Linked DNA regions of Gossypium hirsutum: region 2 is linked to region 1. The links are chromatin contacts, called in public Hi-C maps. All regions are on one chromosome and are shown on one strand. Each heading gives the region's core, a stretch centred on a gene start, on an enhancer-like site or on the middle of the called end of the contact. The rest is flanking DNA. Distances are from core to core; before and after follow the strand shown. Region 1 has its middle 61 kb from the start of LOC107897835. Region 2 has its middle 100 kb from the start of LOC107897836.

Region 1 (5,086 bases), core at 2,269-4,768:
TTTTTTCCATCACCCTTCCTTTCATTATTTAATTATCATGCTTATTATTTTATTTTCCTTACCATACATCACTAACACAACATGTTGGTGACATGTTTCCACCCATAGCATGGCCGGCCACTACATATTAGGGAGAGGGAATTTGACATGCAAGTCCCCTTTTTCTTCCACATGCACTAATAGGTCCTCATGCATTGACCTATCACATTTTAAAATTTTCTCATATAAGTCCTATTGACTAAATTCACATGCAATCGACTAAATCGAAGCTTGAAATTTTCACACATTCATGATTACATATTCTAGACAATAAACATCACATTCAAACCTTTCGGTGACTCGGTTTAGCGGTCCCGAAACCACTTCCCGACTAGGGTTAATTTTGGGCTGTCACAAATACTATAAGTGAGTATTGACCCGAGACTTATAAGGCACTTAAGTTGATAGAAAAGTGATAGAATGAACCTTGACCAGCAATCTATTAAAAGATAGGAACCAGAGGTCTGAAGGGTTGAATGCCACACTCGATGAGTGATAAGTTCACAAAGAATCAAGGTAGACGCCACTAGTAAGCTAGATAAGTCAGCTTAAGTCTTAAATGAGAATTGAGAGTTGAATTAAACTCAAAAAGATAACAATATTCATCAAAATATCAAAAGTCTGAATTACAACTAATGAGCTTCATATTTATAGCTCAATACATAGGCTAGCCGAATGGACACTTACTTAACTAAATGGACAGCTTGTGTTCAGCTTAATTGAGCTAAAATTTCAATGAAGCTTCCTAGAACGTCCCTTGAAGCTTCCAAGGTCAACTTGGCTTAATTGAAGTCATGATGAGTTGAATGGACTTGCTTAGGTTCGACCAAGAGGTGTGTACATGATTTAATGAATTGGCTTGATGAGCTGATTAGTCTTGAGCTCTTAAATGTCAGCTTGGGGCACTTCAATGGCCTTTAAGTGTGAACAAATGAATTTAAGTAGCCTTTGTGTGTGAATACTCAAAACCAAATAGACAACAAGTGTGAAAGGAACTTCCAGCAAGTGTGAAAGCACTTGGGCTGTTGATGTCCACAATAGGGCAATTTGGAGAAGAGAAAACAGCAGCTCACCTTTGGCTCTTGGTGTTCACAAAGGGATGCTTGGAGAAGAGAAATCATCAGCTTACCCATATTCAACTATCCATGCATGTGGCTGAAACAAGTTTAAAGTCAGCTAAGACAAATTAAATTTGGCTGCTATGATAACTTAAATGCGGCTAAGGCAAATTAATTGAATCATATAATTAATTTTTCTCAAACTTAGATACATTAAAAAAACAACTATTAAACATGTATTAAACAAAGACACATTTAACATGTTCAGATTATAACATATTTATTATCTTGAGCTAAATTAACTAAATTAACTAAACGCATCAATTACTTATTCCAGCAACTGAAAATGCATAAATTAAAAGAGATAGAATCGAGCTTAATGAGCTACGAATGAGCTAGATCGTCTCATAGGAGGTTGCAAGGCATTCTTGTGGAACTTGTCCAAGAGCGTTCGATGTGCCCCACAATGGTTTCACCCCACACTTGATCAACTAGAGCCGAAATAGCCTCCTTGAAGCTCTTGGCTCAAGCTCGAGTTATAGACCCTAAGGACAGCTCCAAAGGTTCCTTGTCAGCTCTTGGTGAGTCTCGGATCTTGGCCGTATCACTTTACAATTTAATCCAAGCTCAATCTAGACCCATTAGCTAAAAAAACGACAACAATAAGTACTCTACTCTAGAATTAGAATTTCAAATATTAAATTCACCACCCAAAAAAGTATTTCTTTTTAAACCTTACATTATATTATCAAATTTTCATGAAATTCAATATTAAAAATTTCAAGTCATTAAACAACTCGCTCAATTCTCCGTGTTGTACTGTAATATCAATGATCATTATTGACATGGGCCACCACATTAGATTTACAAAAGTTAACTAAACGACAGTTAATGGCCATGTTAGCAAGACCATTAGAATTTAATGGTCACTCATTAAATCTAACAGACAAAAGGTTAAGTGATGAACTTTGTAGAGTGAAAGACTTAATTGGGTGTAAAAGATTTAGATGAAATTAATTGATGTTTTGAAAATATTTGGAGGGCTTTTATTAGTATTAAGCCAAAAAGAAAAGCTTAACTCACGATTTAACGCTTAAAGTATACCTTTTTTACTTGTATGATAGTTAAATATTTTTTGGTCCAATTTGGTACCTAAAGTATCATTATGTTGTAGTATTTAGTCCATTTTACTAACGTAAGTTAAAAAAATGGTGACCAATCAAATCCAACTACATCTTTCTTTTATAAAAATATATAATTTTTTTATTAAATATATATAAACCAATGTTTTTTAAACTGGATAATTGGTCAAACTGGTCAGGCCACCGGTCCGCTGGTTTGACCAATCCAATCGGTCTTATTAAAAAATTATTAAAAATTCAAAAAAATTGAAAAATTTTAAAAATCCTAATTCAATCGATTTTTAGTTGGTTCAACCAGTTTGTACCGATTCTCGATCTAACTAATTCAAAGTCATTTTCTAGACCAATTCTTAGTCTGACCAACTAGTTTGGTCTGGTTCAAACAACAATGATATAAAATTTTAAAAATATAAAAATAAATATATAAAAAAATATTGAAAATCTAAAAATTGTAAAAAAATAATTAAATTTTTTAACAAAATTTTAAGAATCATTTGGGTATTTCTTTATCTTTTATCTTATCCTCCTTCATCAAAACTATCTCATTTGATAATTCTTCATCTTCATTTGGGTAATTCTTCGCCATCAAATCTTTGTTATTCATCATCATCCTAATACCAAAAAGAAAAATCCACTAATTCCATTAAATAATTTAATGTTTTTAATTCTTAAACTAAAAAATTATGGGTTACACTTTGAAGAAGAAGAAGATACCATAATCTAGTTTTCTATATGCTTTATTTTTGTCAAGTCCTCAATTGCTAACACTAACTAACAAGTGCTTGTTACCGAAACAAGAAAATCAAAAAGGGAAAAATCAACACAAAGAAGAAAACTCATATTATTTGGTTTTAGGGTTCAATGAGCTCCAAGCCTTCATTTGGAATCCGAACGGTGAAAAGAAAGACACACCGTGTGATAAATTATCTTGCTCGATGTTTGTGAAAAGAACATAGACTATGGTTTAGGGAAAATTCAATATTTTTAGGAAAATTAATAATTAAAAAAACCAATAAATAATCTAGTTAGTCAATTTTATTTTAACGTCTGTTACAAAAATGAACTAAAAACCATAACAGAATATTTTTTTTTGAATAATATAACTGGGCTCTTTATTAATAGAATAAAATTCAATGCCCAAATTAACATTTGGGCTCAGGTCCGACTGCCAATACAAGCAAAACAATAACCTAAATTGGGCATCCCTATTACCTAGTCCATTTCGAAACAAAGATGATAAAATAATAATAAAGAATAAATGATGGAATAAAACAAAAGGAAATCAAAGGGAAATCTCCCAGTCACATCTAACAGCCTGGCCATTTAATGCATTACTCGTCCTTTCATGTCCCAATAACCACGCCTTTGCAGATAGCAATTCCCAAAAATATCAAAAACTTTGCTACCCTTAACGACTCTCTTCTCCTTTCCCATTCATCTTTAATCCAGAGATTCTCTCCATCTTGCCTCTAGGTCTGCTGCTTTGTGGATTGTCATTTCCCCTACCAGGTATGAGTCCTCCCTTCTCTCTAACGCTTCTTTTGCTAGATTATAGGCTTCAATGTTCTTCAATCTATGGATAAACTGGAAAGTGACATCTTGAACCTTGGATTTTCTAGTCTGTATGTCATAAATAATCGCTCCAAGAACCGACTTGTCCATGTCTGTCGATTGGCATTTTTGAATGACTGTTTTCGAATCCCCCTCTATTGTTGCTATTGTTAACCCCATTTCTATTACTAATTTAATGGCATCTAATCCTGCGAGGGCTTCTGCTGCGAATAGAGTGGGGATATCCTTATGTATAACTGACTTTGAGGTTTTTAAAACGCTCGTCTGGTCTCGAACGACTATACTTGAGGTCGATCTATCATTTCTTCTGTCAAAAGCGGCATCAAACTGAACTGTGATGCCCTCTGTCGCCCCAGTATGACCGTTGGCCCTTCTGGTAGAAAAGGTGAGTGTTTTCATTCGGATCCCATCCAGCTCTGTTATGTAACTGCTGACTTTCCTCGCTAAATCCCTAACTGATATGTTCTTCTTTTGATGTACGAGCTGATTTCAGGAATTCCATATGCACCATAACGCACAGCAAAAGGACCGACATTGCTCCATTGTACTCCTTTCAAAAACCTAGGTTAGCCATTCCTAGAAACTTTGATTTCTATGAACTATAGTCCAAGAGAGATTGATGAGATGCCATATTTCACTGATTGCAGGACAAAGTCTAAAGATATGGCTACTGTCTTCCTCTTCGAGTCTACACCGAGGACACCGAACATTTTCTGTTACTTTCTTGAATCTTAGATTTCTAATGAAGGAATGTAGTTTCAGGAGATTCGCCAAACTAGTATCTTAATTTTACTTGGTAGTTGTAAATCCCATAGTTTTCTATAGAAGTTTTTTGTTTCGGGCTGTAATAAATAAATATTAGGATTCAAGCTAGAATAATGTAATAGTTTATAGGCGCTTCTTACTGAGAACTCCCCTGAAGGTTCCTCCATCCACACCTGAAAGTCTATATGTTCTATCTCTGCTAAAGGAATCTTCAAAAATTTTTGCGCTATGTCCGATTGAAAGGTATTGTTGATCAGATCTCGCTTCCAAGTCCTGCTAGTACTATTGATTAAATTCGAAACTAATAATACTTCACTGTTTGTCTCTCTTCTCGGCCTACCAATGGCTTCACACCTAGGAATCCAACAATCAGTCTAGACATCAATCTCAGTCCCTCGTCCAACTTTCCAACACAGCCCATTCTGAATGAGCCCTCGTGCTTCCCAGATGCTCTTCCAAGTATACGAAGGTAACCAACCCAACTATGAGTTTAAAAAGTTTGATTGTGGA
Region 2 (5,174 bases), core at 1,085-3,584, 220 kb after region 1:
CACTTCAATTGTTGTATATCTATTCTATTTTACATGGTAAGTTTATGAGGTGGGCTAAAATTGATAAATTGAGTTGACTTGATACGATTTTGATTGATAACTGAGATGGAGGACTAAATTGAATAAAATTGAAAATATTTTAAATTGATTTAAATATAAAATTGACTTTGTATTCAAATGAATCATGCTATGATACTTATGAATTGATAATTTGGTTGATGAACTAAAAACGATAAATTGTGAAATTTGAACTATATTATGAATTGGACAAATGAATACCTACTAATTGATTAGACAAATTTAGATATACTTGGCATGTCATAGGATAGATTGAGTATGGGTTACTTTGGCTACGTGTCGAAGAATGTTGGGCACAAATTTTACTTCGGTTATACCGATGAGCGCTAGATGCAATTTATTTACTTAGGATTTTTCGATGAGACACTAGGTGCCAAAATTGGTGTGTTGGTTGGATTAATGTATCTGTTCGAGTTCGAGTTAGGTCAATAGGGATTTTAAATGTAAAATTAATAATCACAAATGAAATTGATGGATAATGTGAAAAATTATGTAAATCGAATTATAAGCACGAAAGATTGGTATGAAATTGAGACAAATCGATCAGTTCGATTCGAGATATGTTGTGATAGTGTATGATACTCCTATACTAGTTAATTGAACTTGAATGGAATAATTCATATAGTGGAATGTACATTATAACATGTTGTTTGACATTGGTATTGAATGGCCTTTCTATGAAGTGTTTTTAATTGATTTAAGTTGTATTATAATGTTTGATTATAGAAAAACCACTGAGTTTATTACTCAGCGTACGTTTTGTTTTTGTGCATGGGTTAGGTTTCAAGTGAAATTTCGAACAATGACTTCAGTATCCAAATAGAATCCAGACTCAACAATGTTAGTGAATCCCCTTTTTATTTTGTTAGTTGGCATGTACCTAGTGGAGTCACCTTAATATTTTGTTATGTTTAGGATTGTTGAATTTGAAATTAGTATATGATTATAAACATGTATATACTAAGTTGGTAATTGAAGTTCGGTATAATTTGATTATATGTGCTAATGTTGATGTATGAAAATTGATAGATTAATGATATGTTAGGTATATATATATTGAGCTTGGTAGGAATTTAAGCATTGAAAAATTGCTTAGTTTGATTGAATGGTATTATTTGGTTAATTAATAGAAATAGGGTATAAGTATGTTATTGAATGTATAACAATGTGTCTATGATCCTAGTTGAAATGGTACAAGGATAAATTGTTGATGCATAGTTAAAGATGACATGCTTTGATATTGGTTAGAATGCATATAAGGCATATAGAATGCATATAAGGCATATGAATTGGTATTTAAGATGTGAATTGGTATGGTTTAATAATGGATTGGAATGAGGTAGGTACCAAATGCAGAATTTGAAAATTGTCTATGAGTTATCGATGTTTTAGGAAGGGTATTGATACTTTAGTATTTTTTTTTCAAAACATCGAACTGTAAAATAGTATCGATACAAGGGTAAAGTATTGATACTTTGTAGAAGGTACCGATACTTTAAAAAAGTTATTGATACCTTTGATTTTTGTTCAATTTTTCTAAACTTCAAAGCTCAAATTAGTATCAATACCAAGTAGGGGTATTGATTCTTGATTTGAAATTTTATAAAATATTACAATTTGACCCTTTTTCTCATTAACCTACTTGGTACCTTATCAAATGAAGAAGATAATGGAAATAAAGTAAAAGGTTTTTTTCTAGCAAGATTTAATGGAACAAGATTTACTCACTTCTCCAGTAGTATGACACCTTATTAATGCTTTTAACTCAATTTTTCATTGTTGAAAAAAATTGCACTTTAAGTCCCCTTACTTCTTAAATTTTATAATTTAGTCCTGAAATTGAATTCCATGAAATTAAAACATATTATAAGTCATCCTTATGTCCTTGGCTCTTATTTTCTCAACTTGATCAAATTACATTGTAGCCCTCTAATTTTTCAAAATTTATAATTTGGTCCCTTTGTACCAAAATCTCATATTTTCACAATCATTCTCTCAAATTTCCTCTTCTAAAAATCAAAGCGATTCTTTAAGACTTCATTTATAGAACTTGTTTTCAAATTCTCTTCAAAATTTCATTGTATTGAGTCTCAGAGCAGTACCATTTACTGTACCAAAAATTTGGAGTGTTACACAAGTGATTGAAATGTCGAGGTTCCAAATGAGGAAAATAAACCAGGCTAACAAAGAGAGACCAAGGTTGCCGTACGGACAAAAAGCATGTGTCTTCGAAATGTTTGGACCGCTTCAAGGTTCCCAGGATCCCTAAAGTATTGACTATTGCAACGAGGGGTCAGTGCCCTAGGCACGAAAGGCGCCTATTGCATGACAACTCGGTTGGCTTCCAGAGTTGACAAACTCTTCGGCCTCTTCTATGGATGAGAAGCTTCGGGGTATATCTTGGAAAGTTACTTCCTAAGCTTGGCAGGGAGAAACCTTCGATGGAGAGTTGATTCCCAAACTTTCCACCATTTCATACGCTCAAAAGTAAGCTGTCATGTTGCTTAATTATTTCCTACCAAATCGCTGTCGTTTCAACATTGTAAAAGTCCAGCCTACCTTGCCTGTGAAAACGAAAATGAACCACTCACCTGACAAGACAAGATCAGTCCCTAATAATTTTATCCCGTTCTCAATTATCAAACATATATAAATGAAAAGGAAGATGGCAAAAGCAAATATCATCAACCATATAACATTCAGAGCAAATCAAAGAATTTTTGGTAATGGGTATTGCCATACAATGCCTTAATTGTGCCTAAAAATTAATAGTAAAAAAAAAAACATTACATCTTTTTCCACCAAAAATTAAAAACAATAGACAATGAAAGCCAATGACACTATAACCAAATTTCTTAGCACATCACAAGTCATTCTTCCCCCCCCCCCCCTTTTTGTAACATTTTACAAAGCTACGGATCCTATACTTAGTTACAAAAATAATACAACCCCCAGGTAACTCAAACAAGCTCATCTTACCATTCATCGACTGTTTCGAAAGAAGTTGAGATCCCAGCGACGCATCAAACCATCCATGATGTTATTAGAGGGGTTCCTTACAACTGTTACAGTGGCTTTTGTGCTACCTGACATGTCAGCATCAGATGAACTTTGGGTACTTGCTGATGAATCAGTTCGAGCACAGGATGTGCTCACTGTTTCCTCGGTTGACGGAGCTCTATCAAATGCACGTCCCAAAGATGACACGCTAGTATCAGGGGATGCATGCTCCAGGCCAACATTGGAGCCATTGATTACTAAGGTGGATTGTGTCTCAAAAGGTACCTGATCATGTACCACTTGAGTGGAAGTGGATTCTAGAGGCAAGGAACTGGACTTTTCCGTGGTGGAACAAGTATCCCTGCCATTTATTTCATCTTTCTTTGCAGACTCTGAAGAATCAGCACAAGCCTTGGCTTGCTCTTCTGTCTGAGGTTGTCGCATATCTAAGTCCTTTAAGGACTCAATTATGGCTTCCATAAACATCTGAACCCATCAATAAAAAACTGATGAAGGGTTATAAGTTGATTAAATAGCCATGAATTGTTTTGGACATAATGAAAGATGAGAGTTTTAACTCACCCTCTCTTCTTCCTCCACATTACATGGGAAGCCTGTCAAGTCATCCAGTTGATATTCTACGTACTGATCATCATCCATTGTTGTTGCCACATGTGGGTCAAAGGGATGACCATTGGATAATTCGAAACTTATCATATTGGATGATGATGAACCATTATCAACGGTATCTTTATCCTGCAGTAAATACGATTTGTCAGTGACACCTTTATCTTCCTCCCTCCCACATCATATGACAATATGATTACAATTCTAGTGACACCGCCAACAAGTCTTTAGTGCAGCATCCATTTATAGAACTTTTTCCTTTGCATTGCCCAAAGTTGGAAAATACAGGGACGGGGGAATACCTGACATCCAGGGAGATGTTCTTCAGATGGTATATCAGAAGGAACCTGGGCATAATCGAAGCCACAGATATTAGGCACAAGTAAAAAAAAAAAAAAAAAGTTTCATCTCTTCCAAAGTTAAGATGATAAACCATAAACAATGATAAAGCATAGAACTGTTTACAATGATTTCAAATTCATGACATTGTTTTTCCTTCATATTCTTCTTAAGTTTAGAAGTCTGTTTCAAATGAAAAACAAAATATTAGGCTCTGTTTAGTTTCAAGAAATAAAAGCCATTTTCCTTTTCGTTTTTTTTTTAAATAAAAAAGATAGAGAAAAACATGTTTGGTTGAAAATTTTAAAAAGAAAATTTAAGAAATGAAATGAAGATAAATGAAATTAGAAATCAATAAAAGGTTATTTCCAAATTTTCTCTGGAAAAATTGAAAACAAGAGTTTTAAACATTAAATAAACTGATCCTGACTCAAACCCATTTAAACACAAAAATTCAAATCTATTACCCTGATTAAAATCTATACAAATTTAGGAATTTTTCTTTTCTTTAATTTCTCATGTTTTTATCATAGAAAATAGGTACCAAACATATTTTTAATGTTTTCACTATTGAAAACAAAAATTTATTTCTATTTGCCAAATGTATTTTTCCATTTTTAAAAAGTAAACTGAATTATTTTTTGAAAATAAAAAAAAAATTCAGAAACCAAATGGAGCCTTATTCATCCATGCATGTATCCAGATTTTCATTAAATTGCATTACCACTTGAAATGCAGTAAATTTGAAGATGAATGAAGAAAATATTTACAGCCCATTCTTGAGAAACGACAATAAATAAAGAAACTAAACTGACCTCTGTTCGACTCATAGGTCTTTTGGAACGAACTTGGTTAATGGCATCTGATGTGCTGCTAGTTGCTGGAAACCAGTAAGAGAACCAACGCAATACAATATCATTAACAGGAGTAGCAAAACTTGGCATTTAAGGGAGAAACACAAGGTACACTGGTAATACCTTTAGATGCAGTTGATGAATCTGGGAAAAAGCCTACTTCAGGGATGGCCCAAGTACCCTGAATGTAAATTAGTTAGCAAAAGATTGTCAGATATGACATCAGGGACTTCTAATAAAAATTACGACCACCTTATCCTCATCTTAATTTTAGAG

The links. Hi-C and Micro-C count contacts between places; a contact is called where the count stands out from the background.
Region 2: a contact with region 1 is called in a Hi-C map of hypocotyl, with 5 times the contacts expected there. The contact joins two enhancer-like sites. A contact is called at or near these places in 12 of 34 Hi-C or Micro-C datasets (anther, callus, hypocotyl and 2 more).

Annotation. Positions count from the first base shown.
Region 1 is chrA10:51,436,158-51,441,243 of Gossypium_hirsutum_v2.1, forward strand. It overlaps the pseudogene LOC107897834. Among protein-coding and RNA genes, the nearest start is that of LOC107897835, 61 kb to the right of the region's middle. Within about 2 kb of position 3,519, at least 8 of the 9 cell types and tissues checked have an H3K27ac peak or open chromatin away from gene starts, as enhancers often do. A contact at or near this core is called in hypocotyl, where this site is marked.
Region 2 is chrA10:51,657,392-51,662,565 of Gossypium_hirsutum_v2.1, forward strand. No RefSeq gene overlaps it. Among protein-coding and RNA genes, the nearest start is that of LOC107897836, 100 kb to the left of the region's middle. Within about 2 kb of position 2,335, at least 2 of the 9 cell types and tissues checked have an H3K27ac peak or open chromatin away from gene starts, as enhancers often do. A contact at or near this core is called in hypocotyl, where this site is marked.